Linked DNA regions of Anser cygnoides: region 2 is linked to region 1. A link is a contact called in public Hi-C data. All regions are on one chromosome and are shown on one strand. Each heading gives the region's core, a stretch centred on a gene start, on an enhancer-like site or on the middle of the called end of the contact. The rest is flanking DNA. Distances are from core to core; before and after follow the strand shown.

Region 1 (3,382 bases), core at 499-2,998:
TAGGGGCTGCCAGGTTCCACCTGCCTCTTCCCCAGCTCTGTGACCCCACGCTGAAAGCCCTTCTGTCTCCTCAGATGAAATGCTCGCACCTGGTGCTACCCTGGAGGGCGCAGGAGCTCTTCAGCACAGAGCAGAAGGATGCGTTCACACCTAAGGCCAGAGGCCCAGCAGAAATCCAGACGGGAGACTCCCAAGTGAGCCGCGTCCCACTGGGGACCCTGAAAGGATACTGCCCCCGGAGGAAGGTGGTCTTTGCACCGTGACGTTCCCCCTTTCTCGCTGACTGCCCAGGACTTCCTGCACCATCGACTGCCTCTGTGTTGTTTTACCTAGCTCTTCTGGTGCCCTGCTTTTGGCCCATCTGTGTGTTATTACAGGTAACATTTATTTCAAGAGTTGAATGAGGACACAAGGTGTTGTGACAACAAGAATAAACATCTGGGGATCAGCCCAAAGACATGGGTGACACATTTCTGTGGGTTGCAAGACCCGCAGAGTGCCTCCGGGCGGGTGCTGGGGCAGGAGGGAGCAGGTGGGGTAGGGGAAGCTCAGAGGAAGGGCAAGAGATCAGAGGCAAAGTGAGAGGCACTGTCAGGGCTGCATGTGGGCTGGAATCTTCCCTTGTTATCTGTTTAGATTTTGGTGTCAAGGCCTGAAACCAAAGGCCAGTGAACAGTAGGACAGAGAGGTAGCCCTCCCCAGCTTATGATGAGTGGGCTGTTTTCCTAGCGACGAGCAGTGTATTTTTGTTGAGCTGATAGCTCACGTGGATTTCCTGAATGCTGAGCTTGCACTAACTCTGTTTGGGCTGTAGATATTTTGAAGCGGGATCCGTGTGGGGCGGTCAGCTCCCTCCCCTGGGAGGCCAAGCGAGCAGGGTCAGCTGGTGCCTTGTCACAGCTGCCACTTCACAAGCTCTTCGTGGCCTTTTGATGCGGACAGACTTGATTCATGTGTGCTGCAAACCAACACCAAAGCATTTGAGCAGGCGTTACTAAATCACTTCCAATCGCTGCGTTCTCTACGTAAACAGGGGCTGGGCCCACAAACCCCTTGTGCTTTCCTTTTGGGATCTGACTCTGCATCTCTTGGGAAAGGGACGTTCTGTGCTCCACACGTACTTCAAAGAAGCTGCACGCTCAAGCCTTGCAAATTCCCACAGGCACCTCACATCGGTGTCTTACACTGGTAGGTTGCAAACACCTCGATTCAAACGCCTGGATTGCGTCACTTGGTGTAGTAACAGGGACTTGCACATGCTACGGGTCTGCCCCATAGCTTTTATGTGACCCTGAGGTGGCATTGCCACCTGTTGCACTGCTGCAGGAACAGCTGTGGGTCACTGGGGTTGTTAAATGGTGAACATCAGCCTTTTGGTGGTACCAGCTGGCTGGGGAGCTGCTGCTGGGAGGACCCTGAGGTTGTTTACTTTTTTTTCCACATGGATTTTGATGCAATTTCAGACAGAGAAAGCAAAGCTGGCTTTTGGGATAAGGGTCTTGGCTTTCTAAACCCCTCTCCATCCACTTCCAGAAATGCTTCAGGAATGCCTGAATTTGGGAAGGCCAAACAGCCTTTCTGTGCTTCCCCCAGTGACATGAAACCTGCCAGCACGGCTGGCGGTGCGTGACAGCTCCCTGCGGACGGAGCCACCAGCACGTACCAGTGGCACATCAACAGCGCCTGTGACTCAGAGATAAGACAACGTGACGTTATTTCTCCTTCGGCTTAAAAACGCGTCACTCGCCTCCACGGCCCCCTCCTCGGCGCTGCACCAGCCTCACGCACGGGGTCAGCACTAAAGCGTCACCATGTAACGGGGTCTCAGTCCAACCTTGGGAGAGCTAGGCCTGGAGGGCCGGGCCGCTTAGGGGCAGGGATAAATAAGGATTTCGGGGCAGCCTTTGCTCTTTCTTCCTTTCCCTGGAGGGCCGCACAGGTGCCTGTCCCGCTTGCCCAAAGTGGGGACCAGCCTGCCTCCCAGAACTGCCCGGATAATCAGGGGCAGCAGCGATGCAGCCCCTCAGGCGTGTGCGGAGCTTGGCGGTGGAGCTGGAGGACGGGCGAGTGTGGGGTGCCTACGGCAGCGGGGAGCTGCTGCACGGCCGCGTGCGGCTGGAGCTGCGCGGCGCGCTGCGGCTACGGGCGCTGGAGGTGTGCGCTCGCGGGCGCGCTTCCGTGCACTGGCTGGAGAGCCACAGCGTGGGGCTCAACACCGTCTACCACGATTACACAGCCTTCCAGACCTTCCTGTACCGCCGCTGCCAGCTCATCCCCGGTAAGGCTGGGGCTCGAGGGTGGCTGTGTGCTACGGGGTGTTGGGTTGGGACCTCCATGGGCTGCAGGCACCCTCTCTGGGCAGGTCTCCACCCTCCTCGTGAAGGTTGGTGCCACCTGCAAGCAGCAGCATCCCTCTCGGCCTCTGCCAAGGGTTTCTTTGCTGCTGGTTTCTGGGAGGTCGCCTGCAAACTCGGGGCTGGTGAGCATGAAAGGGTTGTGGCTTTTGTTCTGTTTGCACAGGGAAGTGCAAATAGAAGTGTCTGTTCACAAGTGTGGAAAGAGCACTTAGTAGTTCAGTAAATATTTGTTTCCAGTTTTCTGATGCTGGAACCACATGCCCAGCTGGCATGTTGCTTGGATCTACTGCATGAGGACAAGCCACTTGAATTATTTGCCTGGTTGGGATGAAATGATCCAGAGCCAAGGGATACGGGACATCGCAGCTGTCCATCCGCTCGTTAACTCTGCCTTATGAAAGTGCTTGTCTTTTATCCTCCCCCACAGTGATATCATTACAGCCGTGGCTCTGTGCTTCCCCTCCGCCCCTTTCCGATGCCATCTTATTGCCCGTCCTGCTTGGTGTATTAGGGTGCCTAATACTACGTACTGAGGGCATGGAGTTTTGCTGGCGGCCAAGGGCCCAGCTGGCAAACGCAGAGCTTGCAGGAGTGATGGCAGCTGCTGCTCTGGAGGTGTTTTTGTCCCTAGACTGCACTGTAGGGCCATATTCTCTTTTTCTGGACGACTGTACCTTGCCACCTGCTCCAAACACCTGCATTACTCCAGAGTTTCTGTCTTTTTGGCAGCGGCTCTTCTGTGCTGTGCCTAAGGATGGCCCCTTGGCAGCTGCAAGTGTGTTAAGCGGCCTGATGACACTTAAGGATGTGGGAGAAGCCCGCGCCCCGAACTCCAGTGGAGAAGATCCTGAGTGGTCATCACACTGTTTGGATGGTGGCTGCGTTAGCTGTAAGGGTATAGGGTGAGTTTTATTCCCCATTATCCCTGCAGTGAATGTCTGTAGAGCAGTCACGAGCTGCCGCGAGCGTGTTTGCATTCTGCTGCTAGGACTGTGTATTACACAAGCCCCCGGAGCCGGCTGGAG
Region 2 (3,382 bases), core at 482-2,981, 140 kb before region 1:
TACCTGAGCTTGATCAGCGAGGCTCTGATGAGGAAAATGTAGACTCTGAGACCTCAGCAAGCACAGAGAGCCTGCTAGAGGAGAGAACAGGACGGATGGATACCGAAGGTCAGTATTAAGGTAGTGTGTGCTTTTTTTATTCTACATATTTCACTGCATACAGCCAGCCAGGTGACCAGATGTTATCTGGTCACAGCTGCTTATATCGAATTACACTTTCATGCTTTCAGTGTATTTTTTCTTTAAAGGAATTACACTTTCTGGATTACACTGCCGTGCTCAGAGCTCCAATATGCCTGCCAAAGACATTTGCAAAGTGCCTTCTCTTTTGCAAACCTATTCAAGCTCTTCCTCTGCATCCCTGGCTTCAAGACGCAGACTATCTTTAACGCTGTCCAAGATTAAAGTGCCCCGTCGAACTCCAGTGATGCCAACAGCAAATATAAAGCTTCCTCCTGGGATTTTCAAATGTATAGAATCTCAGGGAAGGATTTCAGCTAATGAAGAGTCTCAAATAGTGGTGAAACGAAGGGAGCAGCCAGCAAGGCGAACTGATAAAATCCACTCTGTATACATTGCACAAGGGTCTGCAGTGGCCCACGCTCAGGAACTTTTAGATGAATATGAACCAACAGCAAAAGTAAAACGGAGGTTTTCGGACCCTTACTCCCACATTCCCTGTACAGATGAATGAAATACTTAAGCTGTCTGGATTTTCAAAAGTTGACTGCAGCTTTGTTTTTAACCCTTTGGAGGCTGTGGACTTTTCATGTTCTTTTAAGTGGCTGCTGGGGAGACAGCCTGGAAACATACAGTACTGTAAGGGTTAAGCAAGGTTGTTTAAAAGAAATATGCTTCACTTTAAATTAAAACCCTGCAAGGAAGTAGAACATAAAACTTACCTTGAGTAAAATACATGGATTGAGTGTACAGGAAAAAAAATGTCCCCTGATTCTGCTGCCGTGCCTTTTTCCATTTGCCTTACAATGGACTCTAATGGGACCAACAGTGACTTTGCGTCAATGTGTGTTGCCTTGATTTTTGTATGTTTTTATGACAACTTTGTGTGGTTTACAAAACGGTTAATGTTGTAATAGCCTTAACGGAGACCAAAATGTATAAAAACTTTTATTAATACATTGCACTTTTTAAAAATATGTGTTAGTTTATCAATGTTCTTTTGCCAGTACCTGCCTTTCTTAGTGAACAAGTTATTAGATAGGAAGTCACTGCTTTGACTTGCTTTTTGTCAGCACTTCAAATCACGGTGGGAAAGCTCTCCACACAGGGGAAGCACTAATGGCAAAACTGGTGTCACCATGAAGTATTTTGGTGCCCTTTGAACCAAATGCACAGCCCAGCTTGTGCTGTGCAGAGCTGCCTCAGCCCCTCACAATTAACATCTGTGTGGTGAAATCCCTCAGGGCGAAGCGCACTAATGCATAAAACGCTTTAAAGCTGAGCGCCATGTACACATTGTTGTGGAATTTGTCCAAAATCCCTGATGCTAGGTGCTGCTCCTCTGAGAGGGAAAAGCACTGCTGCGGAGGCTGTATCGACGCTACCCCACTGGGTCCGAGCAGCAGCAGCCTGTGTGGATGCGTGGGGGCATTTGTTGGTTTAGGTGTGGGATTTTATTTTATTTTATTTTTTAATAGAAACATTCAGCGATCTTTCCAACCCGCCGCTCCTCCCCGCGCCCCGCCCTAAGATGGCGCCTCCTCCCGCCCCGCCCTAAAATGGCGTCCGCCTTCCGGGGAGCGGCGCTGAGGCGCTTTCCGGTGGCCCCGGTCCGCCATGGCGGCGACGCGGCTGGAGCTGAACCTGATGCGGCTCTTGAGCCGCTGCGAGGCGCTGGCGGCGGAGCGGCGAGACCCCGAGGAGTGGCGGCTGGAGAAGGTGAGGCGCGGCCCGGCCGTCCAGGGGCAGCGCGCCGCGGGGCGAGACCGGCCGGGAAAAGCGGGCGGCCCGGGAGCCCCTCTCCCCTCAGCAGCACGGTTCGCCTTCTCGAAATAAACTGAGGTAGCGGGTGTTTTATAGTGTTAAAACTTAAGTCTTTCTCTCAGGCGTGCTGCAGCCTCTGCCAGGCAGAATGTATCTCGTTAATGCTGACAACTAAAAACCTTTTTCTCCCCAGTATGTGACAGCTCTTGAAGACATGCTCCGAGAGCTGAAGAAGCAGTCCAGGTGAGATGCCCTTTGAAGACCTGAGTGTCCCGCATTGCCAGTGGTCTCTTACCTGTAAGCCAAATGTACCCCCAAGCACCAGGAATACGTACGCTTCCCTGTGGAGATACCTGTCTGTTAAGGGGAAATAGTGTGTGTGCAGCAGGCACCATCCAGCACCTCAAGGAGCTTTGCAGCTCAGTCATGGTTGCAGACACTTTCCTTCATAGAATCATAGAATGGCTTGGGTTGGAAGGTGCCTCGAAGATCATCAGGTCTCGGCCTCACGCAGTGTTCTTGCACCTCTGGGCATGCCGTGGCCTGAGCCATCAGCATCCACAGTGCCCTGGAAAAGGTGACTCGTGGGGGGTTGCAGGAGTGTTCCCAGCTTGAGGCTATTTCTTCTTTGAAGAACCATGTGCTGTTTTGTTTTATTTGAAAAGTTACCTAAGTAATAGAAAGTGCTGAGGCTTACTGGTTCTCATAGTTGTTTTTTTTTTTTTTCAATTCCAATAGCAAGCCTGCCCCAGAACTGCTGAATGAATACTCTCGCAAAGTGGACTTCCTAAAGGGACTTTTAGAAGCTGAAAAATTGGTAAGATATATTAGTTCAGCTTGAAAAGACTTTAAAAGTATTCTCCACTAATTTTCTCCTTGTCAGCTTGTTTCTATGTTTCCTTTTATTTTATATCTCAAAAATAACACTTGTTTAAAATCTGATCAGGTACTCCCTGATAAAATATGTATGAATATATTGTATTTTGTTAAAAGGGGGTATTGTATGAATTCTGAAACTTCTTTCTTACTTTTCAAAAAAACATAGAATGCATCTTGCCAGTACCTTCCGTGCTTCTTTGATGTGAAATCTAGGGGCAGGTACTGTCTGTTAGGCCTCATCCCTCTTGTACAGTACCGTGTGGATCTGGAGAGCTACGAAATACTAATAAGCTGATACTGTCAGTGCTGTTGTTCACATTGACTTCACTGTTTTGTGTGAAGCAGCTGTGGAAGTGCTTCCTTAATATGTTGGTCGCATATCTAGGTGGCCTTGCACTGCAGGATGTGGTGATTGTGACTTTTTTTCAGTGCTGCTTCTTACTTATAGAGTTCATCAACTGAAAAGGCACTGGCAAATCAGTTCTTGGCCCCTGGACGTACACCTACAATGACCAAAGAGAGAACCCCAGCTACCAAAACGGTTCATCTGCAGACAAAA

Evidence for each region. A called contact is a pair of places that touch in the nucleus more often than the background predicts.
Region 2: a Hi-C map of liver shows a contact between it and region 1, with 5 times the contacts expected there. The contact joins the promoter of USE1 here to the promoter of ARRDC2 in region 1. A contact is called at or near these places in 2 of 7 Hi-C or Micro-C datasets (both in liver).

The regions. Positions count from the first base shown.
Region 1 is chr27:2,120,455-2,123,836 of Taihu_goose_T2T_genome, reverse strand. It overlaps ARRDC2 (arrestin domain containing 2), which reads left to right and starts at 1,748. Exons shown (of 8, transcript XM_013195265.3): 1 at 1,748-2,278. The coding sequence starts at 2,014. It overlaps SAXO5 (stabilizer of axonemal microtubules 5), which reads left to right. Exons shown (of 8, transcript XM_066984132.1): 8 at 75-509. The coding sequence ends at 263.
Region 2 is chr27:2,258,981-2,262,362 of Taihu_goose_T2T_genome, reverse strand. USE1 (unconventional SNARE in the ER 1) reads left to right here and starts at 1,731. Exons shown (of 8, transcript XM_013195300.3): 1 at 1,731-1,899; 2 at 2,138-2,187; 3 at 2,683-2,761; 4 at 3,272-3,382. The coding sequence starts at 1,798. It overlaps MYO9B (myosin IXB), which reads left to right. Exons shown (of 41, transcript XM_048077628.2): 40 at 1-108; 41 at 249-1,157. The coding sequence ends at 694.